Regions from separate parts of the Zea mays genome. Here all the other regions are linked to region 1. The links are chromatin contacts, called in public Hi-C maps. All regions are on one chromosome and are shown on one strand. The core of a region is the stretch at or near the end of the contact, and the rest is flanking DNA. Distances in the headings are between cores, read along the strand shown.

Region 1 (2,739 bases), core at 91-2,590:
TGCGAGGAACGTGGAAGAAGGGTGGTTCCCCGTCCCGCGAACCTAGGGATGTTCCTAAAACATCCGAATTGTATCACAAATCTAATATTTTAGCATAGATATATATAAAATTTAAAGTTAATTTTCGGCAATGTTATTAAAAATATTATGAAGTATTTAAATAAATTTTTGTATAAATTTTTATGTACATTATTTTCTCGCTACAACAAAAAAGTGAAAAAACATCCGAATCCGTATTCGGATAGACATCCGAATTTTATATGAATTATTTAAAAAGATATAGAATGAATTTAATGTTTATTTTTTGTGAAGATTAATAGTCTCAATGCTAAAAACAAGAATATAAATTTACATAGCAAATTCTATATGTTAGTTGTTCACAATCGAAGAAAGAAGACTAAAAAAATGACATCCGAATAAATATCCGGATCCATCCGTACGCGAACCCAACGACGGGGACAAAGTTTTTCCCATTTCGATCTCCGTGGAACTTACTCACATCCCCGTCCCCTGATAGAGGAATTCCTCGCAGAGAATCGAGGATCGGAACCCCATTGCCATCTCTAGCCGCGACGATGGTTCACAGTCTACAATGATAGCGAGAATCGAGCTTAACCGCGAGCTATTTTGTGGGATTGTATGGTTTTGTGAGGCGCCACTGAAAAAACGTGGGTCCAAATGTGTGCTAAGACCGTCTTCAGCAGATTCTCTATCCCATTTCCTATCTCATATATTATTTTAAACTTCACTCTTCAAACAGTTTCAAACACTCGGTGTCACGTTCCCTATTTTACACGATTCATTAAAGACAACCTAAAGACATTTCAACCAAGATATTATGTTGCGGTTCTTTAAACACTAGATACATCTAATTTTTTTTTCATACAACTTAATGTATCTGAGTCGTGTATCTTATTCAATAGAAACCCTCAAGATACATCTCATTTATGTGTTGAACTGTTGATAGGTAAAACCATATCTAGATTTAAAGAATCGTACTATAGTTATGTTTTATTTTGTTTTACCTTATAATTTTTTATTTGTTTTATTCTCTTGATACTTTTTAAGATACAAATACTTTATGTGGGTGGGTTGTACATGTCTAAAAACAGGAGGATATGGATATGGCTTTCTAAAAAGAGAACGAAAAAAAGAAACAAGAGGATATGGCCGAGACTGTGGCCCAGGTCGCGGTCACGTGAAGTCGTGAAGACCCATTGGCTCCCCATGGCCATGAGGCCCACAGCCAGTGACTTATACCAAAGCAACACCGGTAAAGCTTTGCTACTAGTCTACTACTACTACCAACATTCCGCCATCGTCTTCTCCAGCCGGCGAGGCCGTTCCAATCCATTCCCCCGGTTCTCATTCCCATCCCCGCCTCCTATTCTCCTCGCTCGCGCTGACGCGCTCCCACACGCACCCGGCACCCCCCGCTGTGCCGCCACACCAACACCAACACCGCACTCCACCGCCACAGTCCCCGCCCCCGCGTCGCTGTCGTCCGTCATCGGTGCCGTCGCTTCCCCAGCACGGTACCCCTAGCGCCAGCGCACGCTATAAGGCACCGCGGCCTAGCCATGGCGCCCGCACCGGCATCGCTCTCCGCGCCCAACGCCCTCTCCCTGCCCGCGCCCGCTAGAGTCACCTCCGGGAGGTGGAACAGGAGCCTGTCTGTTTCCGCCGCTGCGCGGTCCGTGACCCGGGTGGTGTCTGTCGCGTCCGCGGCAGCGGTTACGGCGCAGAGGAGGTTGGTCGCCGCGGCAGCGGCCACGGAGATGGCGCCCACGGCGAGCGGGGAGGATGGGAGCAAGCCCTTCGTGGAGGAGATGCGGGAGGTCGCGATGAAGCTGCACACCAAGGACCAGGCCCGCGAGGGGGAGAAGGAGCCTCAGGCGCCCCCCGTCGCCAAGTGGGAGCCCTCCGTCGAGGGCTACCTCCGATTCCTCGTCGACAGCAAGCTCGTCTTCCAGACGCTCGAGGCCATCGTCGAGCGCTCCGCTGTCCCGTGGTGTGAGTGTTCCGCTTTACTTTCCCTTCCCTGTTTGTCTTGGTCGGTGGAAAGGATGCGGCTCTTGCTTTCGCTTCACTGTTTGTTTCGATTGGTGGATGGCGCCCGTTCTGCTTCGTGCGCCTCTATTGAATCGATGAAATTTGATTGGTTCGGGGCCACAAAAAATACGGCTTCTCTATTTTTTTCATTTTTAATATAAAAAGATTGCAATAGCCTATCGATTCGTAATAAATCCATTTTCTATGCATTACAAGTAAACAATAATCACGGTGAAATTAAATTTCGTTACAACTTCTTTTATAAAACTGAAGGTGCAATTGGGTAGCAGTGGCTGCGTAGCTTCACTAAGGGATGGAGCTGTACTATTTTGGGTGGTTTCGCTTCTGTTCAGCTGTGAATTTGAGCGACGGATAAAAGTTAGGTCCAACCATACACATCATAGGTAGAGAATGACTTTTAAGCACATGGACATGGATGGTTGCGCATTCTTGCAAGGAAGAAGTTAGCCATGCTTCAACTCAACTATAATGAAGTGTTGCTTTCTCCCTTTTCTAAAGATTGTGTTGCTTTGTGGTAGATCAGCAAATGTTTGATAAGTGTAGAGAGCTTCACTTGGAAATTATTCCCTCCAAGCACAAACCATAGTCACAATGTTACCAGGTTGATTGGGTCAAGGAACGTGGTCACGGGTCGTGGGTCGACACTTGAAAAAATATGGTACACGG
Region 2 (2,739 bases), core at 115-2,614, 240 kb after region 1:
CCAAAGGAGGAGAAGATCTCATACAGGTTCTTGCTATCAATGTTAGGCTCAAGGTTCTTTACAAACAAGTTAGCACGTCCACTCTTACGCAGACTTGGATCCCGGTTAGAGAACATAACCCGGATGTACTTTCCGATCAATGGGGTAAAATTCAAAGCTTCTAGCGCACGAGTAGCTGCAAGTGACGATAATCCAAGTTACAATAAACTTAGTTTAAGATATATTGGTCAATATAATTCTATATATGCTTTTAATCAGAACTGAATAAATATAAATAAATAAATCACATAAATTGATAATTAAATTTTAACATTTTCTCCACCAAGAAGAGATAGTCTATAACTCGCTCTAGCATAAACTGCTGCCAACAACACCAAGTTCTAATAAGCAATATATATATATATATATTCTAATTGTCATCTAGGGTGAAGCTTCATCTAGTCGGTGATAATCAATTACTAATGAACGATCTTCGGTTACGGAAGATCGTTTGATAATAATCGATTAGTACTGATTGGGTGATAAACCGAGTAACCGACTGGATGAAGGTTAACCTAGATGACAAACCGCCTGGATGAAGGTTCACCCTAGGTGACAAACAGAAAGGATGACTTCACTCTATGTGACTATGTGGCAAGGGATGACTTCACCCTATGTAACAAATAGATAGAGTGAGTTCACCCTATGTGACAAATATAAATGATCTTCGGTAATAATCAATTGTTACCGACTGGATGATAGATCAAACATAGAAACCACAAGATTTATCACGTCAACCTCTCCAATCTGACAACATAAATCCAGGAAAAAAACAGAAAAGGAAACGAATTATTGAGAAAACGCATTGTATATATTATGATATATGCCATAACGTGGAACTCGATCGAGACTAACCTGAGGAAGATTAAGATCATATACATTATAGTAACTGACTAGAGGCGAGCACATGCATGGAGAAACTCACCTTCCTGGCGCGAGTAAAAATTTACGTAACCATATCCAAGCGAGACGCCGCTTAGGATGTCCCGGCAGACGCGCACCGTCGCGACGGGCGCGACCTGGCTGAAGAGCGCGTGGAGCTGCGGCTCGTCTACGGTCTCAGCCAGGTCACCCACGTACAGGGACGCCATCGAGCCGAGCGGCGGCAGTACCGCCGCCGGAGTCCCCTCAGCCACGGGGACTACCTCCGCCGCGATCGGAGCCGAGGGCGTCGTCGAGGGGCTCGCCATTGCGATATGAGCGGCAAAATAGGTTAGGGTTTTCGGTGTCTCGACGGTTGCGGGCGCGCCGATCCGGCGATCCCTCTCGTCGGCTCCCTCTAGTCTCCTCGACTTGCCTTTCGGAATTCCCTTTGCCTCAGATTGTTTCCTTTTTATTTGTTTTTTTCCTTTCATAAACCTGCCGCCTCGATTGCCCTTATATAGGGTTTCCACAGAAACGCGCGGCGGCGCAGGTGCAGAGCCGGGCGCGAGGCCGAGTCCGCGTGTGTGATCAGGACTGGGAGCGGGCCCACGCGGCAGAGCGCAACGTCGTCGCGAGCTGTGTATTGTCCGGCGGGCTTGTATTGGCCCACTCGGGGTTTGTTTGTCACGTTGTTAATATATATTGATATAGATTAAATGGGATTGAGTCGATTTAAATTTATAGTAAATTAAAATATATTTTAATTCTACTTAATCGACTTCAATTTATATGGAATGACAATAACCAAATAAGGTCTAAGAGTTGTTCAGCAGGACACACGACATTCACATCTTTGTGGCGGAATTTTTTGGATGTACTATCTGATTTTTTTATTTTAACTATTTTTCTTAAAAATTTTACGTCTAGTCTCCTCTAATCTCATATTTGGATCCTTTTCTCGGTGCCACAACGGTGTGTGACTATGACGTCGAAGTGGGACGTCAAGGATTGCTCGACACCACAACCACGCCTTATGACGCCGAGGCACTTGTGCTTACGTGGCGTATACCTCGGCGCCAAAGGTCCTGAAGCTGAACTAGACACAAAGAATAAATTTGAGCGACTCACATAAATCATTACATGAATAAATTAATTACATATAACATCATTAATTTAGCACGACTCTTGTTTCATGATTTTTAATTGAACATGATACTTAGGCTATTACAGTGTCAGTTTAAAAAATAGCAAGACATGAAGCTCAAATATTTGTTGCCATGATATATTAGGAATTCTTTAGACTTATATATTTTTTAAGTTTTTTTTCTAGAATACGCACAAATGACACTCATTCATGGTTTATGTGTATCTATATAAGGCAATTGTCCCATTTTAATATGATGTAACACAACATACCTACCATCCCACACACATTTGATAGCATGTCGATTGCGCTATATAATTTTTATTTATTTAGTGTATTAATTTTACTATTAGAGAAGTTTCACGACTAGAAATAATTAACGATTTTCCACGTCCTTCTATCGTTATATTGATCGATATATATGCGCACATATATTTTTGTATATTTAGATTGATTCATACGCGCACATATTAAAAACCTTAAAATCGGAGCTATGCTAAATTAGTGATGCTATATATAATTAATTTATTAATGTATTGCTACATCTAAGTCGTTCAAATTAATTTTTGGCGTCTATCTCGACATCATGGATCTTGGCGTCGAGCTCGGCGTTAGAATAATGGTGATGAGATAGGCGTTATAAGTCACAACGCCAAGCCATATTACCTCGGCGATGTGACTTGTGACGTCGA
Region 3 (2,739 bases), core at 77-2,576, 140 kb after region 1:
GCTCTTGTTGTTCGTCTATGTAAGCTTTAAGAGATTGTAGTTCATTGGTGCTACTCACATTGGGGGTATTCGTAGTAGGTCGGAGTGAAGCTAGATCTGTCGCCCGTTGCCGAACGACTTTGTTGTTCCTGTCCATCTTGAAGTCGGCCAGGAATTTCGCCTTTGCTTCCTGGATCAGCTGCTCCTGACGCTCCTCGAATAGGAGCTATTCTTCAGTCGGCAAGGTTTCCCATGTCGGCTTGATGATATTACTGGTGGAAACTTCAGAGTTATCCTTTGAACCGGTCTTTGAGGGCCGATCTTGATAGGTCTGTATGAAATCGTCCCCAGCGGAGTCGCTAAAAGTATGTTGGTGCCTTTTACGGGCGCCAATCACTCAACACGAACCGTGGTGGTGCTCTCTGCACAGGGGCGGACGGTCCGCGGCCAGGGGCCGGACGGTCTGCGACCTGGCGTAGGGCTAGAGTTTCTTGCCTGACGGTCGGACGGTCCGCGCGTGCGCAGGGGGCGGCGAAGGTCGCCGACGGCGCCTGGAAAAGTATGTTGGTGCCTTTTTCGGGCGCCAATCACTCAACATGAACAGTGGCGGTGCTCTCTGTACAGGTGCGGACGGTCTGCGACCTGGCGCAGGGCTAGGGTTTCCTGCCTGACGGCCGGACGGTCCGCGCCCTGGGGCCGGACGGTCCGCGCCATGGGGCCGGAAGGTCCACGCGTGCGCAGGGGGGCGACAAAGGTCGCCGACGGCACCTGGATCTCGCTCCCGGGAGGGACCCCGTCGGGGAGGAGAGATCCTAGGTGATGTCTAGGCTCGGGCAGACCGACCTAGACTCATCTAATCGACGTAGAGTCGAAAAGAAGCGGAGAATTTGGGGATTGAGAGGCTAAACTAGAACTAGACTAGAACTACTTCTAATTGTACAGGAAATAAATGCGAGATAAAAATGTTATTGATTCGATTGATTATTACAAATCGGTCGTATACCTCTGTATTTATAGAGGGGGGCTGGACCCTTTACAAACTAATCTTTCGAGCTAATTTCGCGAATTTAGCTAACAACCGTAGCACAAAACTCGGAACCCTAATCTGCTCTGCACACGCGCGAACCGTCCGCACCACCAGTGTGGGCCATCCGGCCAAGGGGCCGAATCGTCCGGTCCTCATTTTGGTTCTCAACACGTGTGACATGGTGGTCGATAGAGACTCTGTCGCTAGTCAGTACATACAATACCAAAGACGTGGTGACAAAACTGAGAGCAGCATGCCAGCATCTACGCCGGAAGCCATCCCACGGTATCTAACCTCGCACCGTCTTGTTCAGCTGCTCAAGCTCGTAGGATACAACGGCAACGGGTGACGTCCGTGTATTTTAGGACGCATCCGCTAGTGTCGTCCCTCCCAGCATCCGCATCCGCGTGACACAATTGTTCACTTGTTCTTGGTTTCGGTCTTACAGACCGTCACCGGCAGGCAGCAGCCTTGGCGGGTTGGTCTTGTGTCATTGTTTCCTGGCTGCCATCAATGGAGGTGGTGAACAGGTACGTCGCCACCCGGCACCACATCGAGGGCGCCCCGACGGAGGCCGATTTTGAGGTGAAGGAGGAGATGGCGAGGTGGGCGCCGGACTCCGGCGAGGTGCTCGTCAGGAACCTGTACCTGTCCATCGACCCGTACCAGCTCAACCGCATGAAGCGGAGCAGCGTGACGCACCTCGCCGTCGAAGGCATCCTGCCCGGCCAGGTAAGCAACCAGCTTAAAGGCGGCGAATCTCCAGTCTCCCTCCCGCTTTGTTCTCCATCACTCCATGCGTGTACCGTGCGCATGCCTGACGTGAAAAAAGGCTGCTTCTACTCTATTATCTCCGTCTCCGTCCGTGAAGAGGATCACTACGTACGCGGCCGGCGAGGTAGTGGCGTCGGCGTGTGAGGAGTACAAGGCGGGCGACAAGGTGGCCGGCGTGCTCGGGTGGGAAGACTACACGCTGTTCAAGCCGTCCCCGGCCGTGGTCATGTCCAAGGTCGCCGACGACGCCGCGGGCTTCCCCCTGTCCCACCACATCAATGTGCTGGGCACCAGCGGCATGACCGCATACGGTGGCTTCTTCGAGGTGTGCAAGCCGGTGAAGGGGGAGAAGGTGTTCGTGTCGGCGGCGTCGGGCTCCGTCGGCAGCCTCGTCGGCCAGTTCGCCAAGCTCGCCGGCTGCTACGTCGTCGGGTGCGCCGGGACCGCAGCCAAGGTATGCCGCCCTCCACTCCAACAACTCCAGGTCTCCAGCACGCCACAGTGGTTTTGTGGTGCCCTGAGGTACACGTGTTAGCCAAATGGTCTCGCAAATGGGAATGGCCCAGTGGCCCAGGTTTTCGAAAAGCAGGAGCGAGCCATCGTTCAATCTTATCAACTCATACGCTAGAATTGTTCAGGTCTTAATGGTCCGGTGCGCCGAAACTGAATCAGCTGGTTAATGAATCCACAGGTTGATCTGCTCAAAGGCAAGCTGGGATTCGACGATGCTTTCAACTACAAAGAGGAACCTGACCTGAAATCGGCGCTGAAGAGGTCGGTGCCGCGCCGCCGGTCACTCACCTCACCTGAACCATCTGCTGCGCATGCAGATGCAGGGCTGACAGAAACGAAACATGCATTATTTTGGCTGGCAGGTACTTCCCCGACGGCATCGACATCTACTTCGAGAACGTGGGCGGGGAGATGCTGGAGGCGGCGCTGGCCAACATGAACCCCTA

What was found. Hi-C and Micro-C count contacts between places; a contact is called where the count stands out from the background.
Region 2: a contact with region 1 is called in a Hi-C map of ear, with 1.9 times the contacts expected there. The contact joins the promoter of LOC100383542 here to the promoter of LOC100193737 in region 1. A contact is called at or near these places in 4 of 25 Hi-C or Micro-C datasets (bundle sheath, ear, endosperm and 1 more).
Region 3: a contact with region 1 is called in a Hi-C map of leaf, with 3 times the contacts expected there. The contact joins the promoter of LOC100281168 here to the promoter of LOC100193737 in region 1. A contact is called at or near these places in 5 of 25 Hi-C or Micro-C datasets (bundle sheath, ear, leaf and 1 more).

Annotation. Positions count from the first base shown.
Region 1 is chr9:94,270,049-94,272,787 of Zm-B73-REFERENCE-NAM-5.0, reverse strand. LOC100193737 reads left to right here and starts at 1,340. Exons shown (of 4, transcript NM_001138825.2): 1 at 1,340-2,013. The coding sequence starts at 1,581.
Region 2 is chr9:94,031,795-94,034,533 of Zm-B73-REFERENCE-NAM-5.0, reverse strand. LOC100383542 reads right to left here and starts at 1,364. Exons shown (of 7, transcript NM_001362089.1): 1 at 965-1,364; 2 at 1-175. The coding sequence starts at 1,229.
Region 3 is chr9:94,133,129-94,135,867 of Zm-B73-REFERENCE-NAM-5.0, reverse strand. It overlaps LOC100281168 (NADP-dependent oxidoreductase P2), which reads left to right and starts at 1,326. Exons shown (of 4, transcript NM_001154087.1): 1 at 1,326-1,738; 2 at 1,878-2,234; 3 at 2,472-2,554; 4 at 2,656-2,739. The coding sequence starts at 1,520.